Regions from separate parts of the Mus musculus genome. Here region 1 is linked to region 2. The links are chromatin contacts, called in public HiCAR-type maps. All regions are on one chromosome and are shown on one strand. The core of a region is the stretch at or near the end of the contact, and the rest is flanking DNA. Distances in the headings are between cores, read along the strand shown. Region 1 holds the start of Fn1 (fibronectin 1). Region 2 holds the start of Ikzf2 (IKAROS family zinc finger 2).

What was found. HiCAR-type assays count read pairs that join an accessible place to other places.
Region 1: a contact with region 2 is called in a HiCAR-type map of astrocytes, with 5 times the contacts expected there. The contact joins the promoter of Fn1 here to the promoter of Ikzf2 in region 2. A contact is called at or near these places in 1 of 39 promoter capture datasets (hippocampal neurons), 1 of 484 Hi-C or Micro-C datasets (uterus) and 4 of 115 datasets of contacts at active chromatin or transcription factors (astrocytes, embryonic forebrain and embryonic stem cells).

The regions. Positions count from the first base shown.
Region 1 is chr1:71,651,867-71,655,353 of GRCm38.p6, reverse strand. It overlaps Fn1 (fibronectin 1), which reads left to right and starts at 2,120. Exons shown (of 46, transcript NM_010233.2): 1 at 2,120-2,522. The coding sequence starts at 2,372. It overlaps Apol7d (apolipoprotein L 7d), which reads right to left and starts at 2,019. Exons shown (of 4, transcript NR_040308.1): 1 at 1,968-2,019.
Region 2 is chr1:69,684,115-69,687,712 of GRCm38.p6, reverse strand. Ikzf2 (IKAROS family zinc finger 2) reads left to right here and starts at 1,753. Exons shown (of 8, transcript NM_011770.4): 1 at 1,753-2,019; 2 at 3,541-3,589. The coding sequence starts at 3,556.

The sequences.
Region 1 (3,487 bases), core at 871-3,370, 2.0 Mb before region 2:
GCCAAATATTTCTGCTTGTGGGCCACCAGAGACATTTTCTATGGGACTGAAAGAGAAAACTTTCTTCTGAAATGTAAAGTGGGTTCCCCACAAACCTTTCCAATAAGTATATTATTTTAAAGTATTTTGAGTACGGTAAATACACCAAACTATCATATTTTTGTGACAAAATTCTTTTCTAACCACTTATTTCCTTCCTCCAGAATCTACCATATTTGTGGAAAGCCTTCCCTTCGGGTTTATCTAGCAAGCATCCTGATTTCCAGGTATCCTTCTCCCCCCCTGGAGAGAGCACTTCCCAGAAGTTCACTGTTTTACAAGGAGCCCTTTTATATCTGAAAGAGAAAACCGTTTTGTCAAGGGATGATGAGAAATTCCAAAAAAACTAACTCAGACGGGATTCTAAATTTGGGGGAATGTATGGCACTGGTTCAACCCTGAGTGTTGGTCACAAAGATTCTTGACTTATTTTACACTGCTTGTAAGAAACTGGTATTTGCTGTGGGTTTTTTTTGTGTGTGTGTGTGTGTGTGTTTGTTTTGTTTTTAGTTCTTTACATCAATAAAGATAAATGTTAATTTTGTGTCTTTAATGTGTTGAGGATTTTATAAAGCACACAAATTCAAATTATCCAAGAACCTGGTACAAACAACATATTTTGCTAGCTAGTAGCTTTAATATGTTCTCAAAGCAAAGGAGACCATGCGCCTAACCGAGGGAGAAAGCCAAGTTTGGGGTTCGGATCTGCTACTCTGAAAATAGTGGGCTTCTTGAAGGTCTTTTTGAAGCCCTACCAAAGCAACTGGGCTTGTGTGTGTCTGAAAGGTTAAAAAAAAAAAAAAAAAAAAGACCAACGTGTTAGAGCTGCTGGCTTCAGGGGGACGTCTCCTATTCCCTTTTCAACTTCAGTAGTGTAGGAAGTCCAGAGAATTTTCAGTGGAACTTTATACATTCTTGGAGCAGATAACAATTGAAATATAAAAAATCTGGCAGCGGGGGAGGGGTGGATAGTGGAATTCTGCCATGACTGCGAAGTCTGAAAATAAAATAAAATAAAATAAAATAAACGCCCGGACACATGCAAGGGGATTCGGGGTAAAGTCTGGAGGGAGGCAAGACATTAAATCTTTGTACCCATCCTCACCCCAACTCCCCCTTCAGAGGCCACCTAGGTTTGAGTGCAGATGGCCCAGTGAACGTGGCATGGACGGGAAGGGTCCCCCCGCCCCCCTTCATCAGCCAGTTCAACTTTTCCCCTTCTTAAGCTGTTCACTACTGCCCTTTTAAAAGAAACGGGCACCCCATCCCCAGGAAAGGAAAACTGTGCTTCACGACTTAGAAAAGAAACTTTCTGTTGCTTCCTCTTAGAGAGAAACTTGGTCCTGTGAGTTTCTCTGGAATCTGTAGAGCGCCGCGCGGAACCGAGGGCTGTGGAAGCTCAGGGAAGGGGGTCACCTCTGCCACGCGCTCACTCTCTCCCAGGCTCTTCCTTGAAACCTGGCAGGTACTGCGTGGAGAAACCGAGGTCTGAGCCTACCTAACACCATAAAGGCAAAGATAGGGGACCCTAGGCGGCGCCCAGGACCCAGGAAAAGCACCCAGAAGGAGCCGCCCCGCCCCGGGGCTGCAAAAGTGAAGTTTGGATTCCTACAGGGACAAGGTGGTGGCCACTTTATGACTTTTTCCCTTCCCACAAAATACACTCTGGTGTGCACAGACTTTTCTCAGAGGTGACGCAATGTTCTCAAACACCACCACAGCCACCAATTTAAAAAAAAAAAAGTTAAGAGATGAGGGGGGTAAGCCTTACCACCCCAGGCTTCCTTAGGCTCCAGCCCCTCCCTCCCTTTCCTTCGAGTCTACATCACTTTACAGCCGTTTCCCATCCCTACCCCCAATCCTCCTCCCAAAAGTTTGACGACCGCAAAGGAAACCAGAAAGGGGAAAAAAGTTCTCTAGTCCCAGACCTGGCGGGAGATCAGCATCTCTTTTGTTCGGGGCGAACCCACCGTACCCCGTGACGTCACCCGGACTCTGGGCCAATAGGCGCGCGGTCGGCGGCGGCTGCGGCGGCAGGAGGGGCGGGAGGAGTCGGACCGGACCCTCCTCCCCGGCGCGCAGGGCCTCGTGGGGGGCGGGAAGGTACTGTCCCATATAAGCCTCTGCTCTTGGGGCTCAACCGCTCGCACCCGCTGCGCTGCACAGGGGGAGAAAAGGAGCCCAGGGTGTGAGCCGGACAACTTCTGGTCCTCTCCTTCCATCTCCTTACCGGCGTCCCCACCTCAGGACTTTTCCCGCAGGCTGCGAGGGGACCCACAGTTCGTGGCCACTTGCCTCCTGGGGAGGGCGACTCTCCTCCCATCCACTCAAGATGCTCAGGGGTCCGGGACCCGGGCGGCTGCTGCTGCTGGCAGTCCTGTGCCTGGGGACCTCGGTGCGCTGCACCGAAGCCGGGAAGAGCAAGAGGCAGGCTCAGCAAATCGTGCAGCCTCAATCCCCGGTGGCTGTCAGTCAGAGCAAGCGTGAGTACCGACAGTCTGGTTCAAACCGGCCGGCGGCAGGGATGGGTTGGTCCTCAAGCGCCCGCTCAAGTTGTGGCTAAAGTTTTTGCGCGCGTGCGTGGCTGTGCGAACGTGTGTGAGTGCGCGCTTTATCGAGGGAAACCAGCTGTGGACACAAAAGGCTTAGGTCTGAACAGGCTGGTTGCTGGTGAAGTGGAGGTAGGGACCGTCTGTTCTTCCCCTCAAGTGCGCTAACAAATTCTACACCTTCAGTTCGCCCTTCCAGGAACCAAAACGTGTGAAAGAGAAAAGAGACACGAACTTACAAATTTTACATCAGAGATTATTGTGGTTCCCCTGATCCTTATTTTCTTTATCAGCAAATAGCTGGTTAAATATTTAACACGGGGAGGAGGTGAGACTATCTAAATAGGTAGTTTCTTACCAACTTGAAAGAGATGTTAGTTGGCTCAGTGCTTTGGGGGGGGGGGGGTAGCCTAGGATTCTTTCCCCAAGAGCAAGGATAGCCATTTCTCTTCCAGTTTTTCAGAGACACACTCTTCCTTTATCTTGGGCTAGAGGAAAATTTAAAAGTTCTCCCTCCTTTTTTTCTTTTTCTTTTCTTTTCTTTTCTTTTCTTTTTTTTTTCTTTTTTTTTTTTTTTTTTTTTTTTTGCCATGATCTCACACTGTAGCCTAAGCTAGCCTGGCATTCTCCTGTGTTGTCCAGGCTTGTGTGTTCAACTTGGGAGCAATTCTTCTGCCTCAGTTTCTACAGAGCTGGGGTTATTGGCATAGTCATCAAGACACCCAACTTAAGTTTTCTTTCTTGTCTTTTTGTTGTTGTTGTTAAGAGTATTGAAGCCCTCAGGATTTAAAAGTAATTTCTATTTCTGGCCTCTCAGAGTGTTTCAAGTCTGCTGAGGTAGTTCCCCTGCCCATAAGGACATGACGTCATTGTATAACTTTTACCCAAGTTAAAAGATA
Region 2 (3,598 bases), core at 504-3,003:
TCCCGCGGCCGACATGAGCCGGGGGAGCCCGAGATCGTCCCTCCCGCGCGGCCAGCGGAGAACGTGAGCAGCGGGGCGCGGGGAGAGGGGCGGAGCCGGCGCGGGGGGCGCGCGGGGCGCGGAGGAGGCGCGGAGGAGGCGCGGAGCCGCGCGGCACTTGTCCTGTAATCGATTGCCGAGCGCGCCGAACGAGCGGCCGAGCGCGCAGACACGCGCCCCCGCCCCTCCCGCCCGCGCGCTCGCCCGCTCGCTCGCTCGCTCACCCGCCCGCCCGCTCCCGGCTCTCACGGACCCGGGCGCTCGCTGACGACCCCCCCCCCAACCCCCTCCGCGCGCGCGCGGCCGCCACCGCCGCCGCCGCTGCCCGCCCTCCGCCCGCGGGCGTCTGCGCGAGCCCGGCCGGCGGGGGAGATGTGCTCGGGCTCCGCCGGATCGGTTTCTCGGGGTTTGACCAGCTGTCCCGGGCTAACCCTGCTCCTCGCTGAAGATGGAGGAAGTAAAAACAGGATTACCCTTAGCTACAGATCCACTGCCTTAGTTTCCACCACCAACTGCAGTGCACAAACACACGTTAGGCACAGGAAAGAAAGAAAGAGAGAGAGGGAGAGGACACACTAACAGTAAACACAAACAAAAGGGTGATGGGATTATTTTACTGCATGCACTGCTGAGGTAAATCTCCGCTTGGCTTTTTGCGTGGGGAAGAACAGCTCTTGTTTTATTTGTCTTCTGATTCATAGATTATCTATCAATTTGTGTATGGTTTGCAAAGGGGTTGGGGAGGGGGAGTGTTTTCAAAGTTAAGTGTAATGATATGGAATCTTGTTTAACAGTGTGGTGTGATCGAATGACTTGTTGCTGTTAACCAGGGATAATAATAATATAGACGCTTTTCTTTGGGGAGGGATGGGTTGTGGCTCTGATTAGGGAAATGATCTCTGTTAAGGACGCTCAGGGAATTTCGTTGAAGATGATGTCCTTTGCCTTAATGTATCGTCCCCTCCTTGTAATCTGCTTCTGGGATGTTAATGGACTAATCAGTTCTCATCTTTATAGCTGTCATGGATTTGGACTTGTTTTTGCTTTGTTTTAACTTGAATTCCAAGAAGAAAGATTGGATAACCTGGCATAGATTGCAGCTGTCTGGATAGAGGCTATTATACTGTTGAGATTGAAAACAAAACAAAACAAAAATAATAATAAAAATCTGGTGTGACACATGTATAACAGCAACAGTTAAATCGCTTTGACAGGTTCTGGTATGGACGAAGGAGATGGAATGAAGATTTAATTTCTTTTTCTTTTTCTTTTTTTCCTATTTTGCCAGAGGCCACAAAACAGTCCTGTGAAGTTGGCCTAGGTTCCTTGCTGGGTTCTGCCTGACTGTCCCTCCCCTCGTACCCCCCCTCCCCTTTTTCTTTCAGTTTTCTTGTCTTAGCTTTTGGTCGATTCTTAAGGAACCGGTGGATCAAGTTTTTTCTCTTCTCGTTAATCGCATTGCTGTAGCACTGACCTCTCTCTCTTTCTCTCCCTCCCTCCCTGTCTTTTTTTTTTTTTTTTTTTTTTTCCTCTTTCCTGAAAGTACGTGGTGCCATTCCTGAGTGACTTTTCCTACTAGACCATCCCAAAGGGACGAGGGGGCGGGGGCGGGGGAGGAGGAGGACGAGGAGGAGGAGAAGGAGGAGGAGGAGGAGGAGGTTGGGGGGGAGTGTTCCTTCTCTCTCATTTCTTGGTTTTGTTTATCAGCCGATCTGTTTGCTGGATTCGGTCTTGGAATGACCCACCTGTAAAGTGCTTTCCCTCCTCCTCGGCTTCAACTCTGCAGGGGGCTTTGCCTGGAGGGGGCAGGGAGGGAAGGGGGGGGGGACACAAAAAACTTCTTTCTTTCTTTCTTTCTTTCTCCGTTTCTCTTCAGCCCGACATTGTCACCTCCTCCTTGAGGGGTTAGAAGAAGCTGGGAGCTCCCGACAGAGCTGGAAATGGTGATGACTGTTTTTTAATCAGAGGACAATTTCTTTTGTATGTACATTTTGTTTCTCTTTCTCCTTTTTCTTCCTTTTTCTTCCTTTTCCTTCACTGAGGGTTTAATAACCCTTTCACTGTTGGCGCAGACTTCTTTTGCTTCTAACTGACGCTTCTTTTTAGTATGTGTGTTAAATGTGTACATTTTTAAAGAGATAGACTCATTTGTAAGCTCTCGGTAGAAACTGCTCCCCTTTAAAACTTTCCGGGTCCCTTTCTTTCAAACCTTACGTAACCTAATTGAAAGAATTTGATAAGAGTAGAGCAGGTCGGAATTTAACTGCTATGTAGTGACTGGGAATTTGATCTGATTATTCCATAAAGAAAGAAAGAAAAGTTTTTGGGGGGCGGGAGGGGGGTAGGGAGGCTGGTGGTGAAGGGGAGGGGAGGGAGAAGGGAAGTGGTTTTGGAGACAAGAAGTGAAGCTGCCTGTTTTCCAGTAAGTAATGGAGAAATTCCAGGAGCTAGGGCTAAATATACTTGGCGATCAATACAGAAATGGCTCATTGTGAATAATTTAGCTGCTGGTGCTTTGAGAGTTTTGAAACTAAAGGCAAAAAGGACCTGGGCCAAAGGGGGGAAAAATAAGTAAAAATCTTTTTCAGGACTTGTCAATTCTGTAACTTTTTCCCTCAAAGAATACAGTTAGATTATCGATCTTCTTATGATGTGAATCAAAGCTAGGGGGTGTTGTCTCATGCAATTTACTTTTGTTTCTGGGGATACAAAAGTATTTGTGTTATTGATGCATGAAAATCATTCCTCACACTTGGGGAGAGGAAAATCCTCCCCTCCCCTCGTGCACAGCCAAAAGTTTCTGACTTGTTGGAACTCCGAATGTCTCAAGTAGGCTTGGCATTGTCTCCGGCCATAGTCTGGCAGGAAATTAGGGTACGTGGAACAGGTGCTCACACAGGATTTGGGGTGGGCTAAAACGTCAGTACAAGCCAGAGTTGGCCAACTGCCGCAAAAGTCTTTGGGATACAGTCTAGTACTAAGTAGTTTTGTTTTGTTTTGTTTTCTTATGTTTTGTTTGTTCTCTGTGCCCCCCCCCCCCCCCCATTAGAACATGATGAACCAACTTGCAACAATTGTGAATAGAGCTGTCTGTATACTAGGGAAGTACTCAAACTGCAGGGCGATTGTGGGAAGTAGTGAGTGGTAAAATACTTAGATAGCAGTTACAGTTGGCAAATTGGAGATTACCCTCTCCTATTTTTTCCCCCAATAAACCGGGTAAATTTTGACGAGAGAGAGTCGTTCTTCTCTTGCTACAGCCCATCTCACAGGACACTTAGCGTCCCTATGTCCCTATCCTATCTCCAGCAGGAATCAGATCATTTGCAGAGAGTTCAATGACTTGCAAATGAGCACGCACAGTACACTGTAGTATGTTTCTCAGGCACAGGTTGCAGGAGCAACATGCACTACCTGCTTGGGGCTTGAAATAAGTGAAGAATTTAATGGCAGATACAGGGAGGAATCCTTGGGTAAAGGTTGCAATCTTTTGTGTTCCAGCACTGCACTTTGACTATGGAAACAGACGCAATTGATGGCTATATAACATGTGAGTATT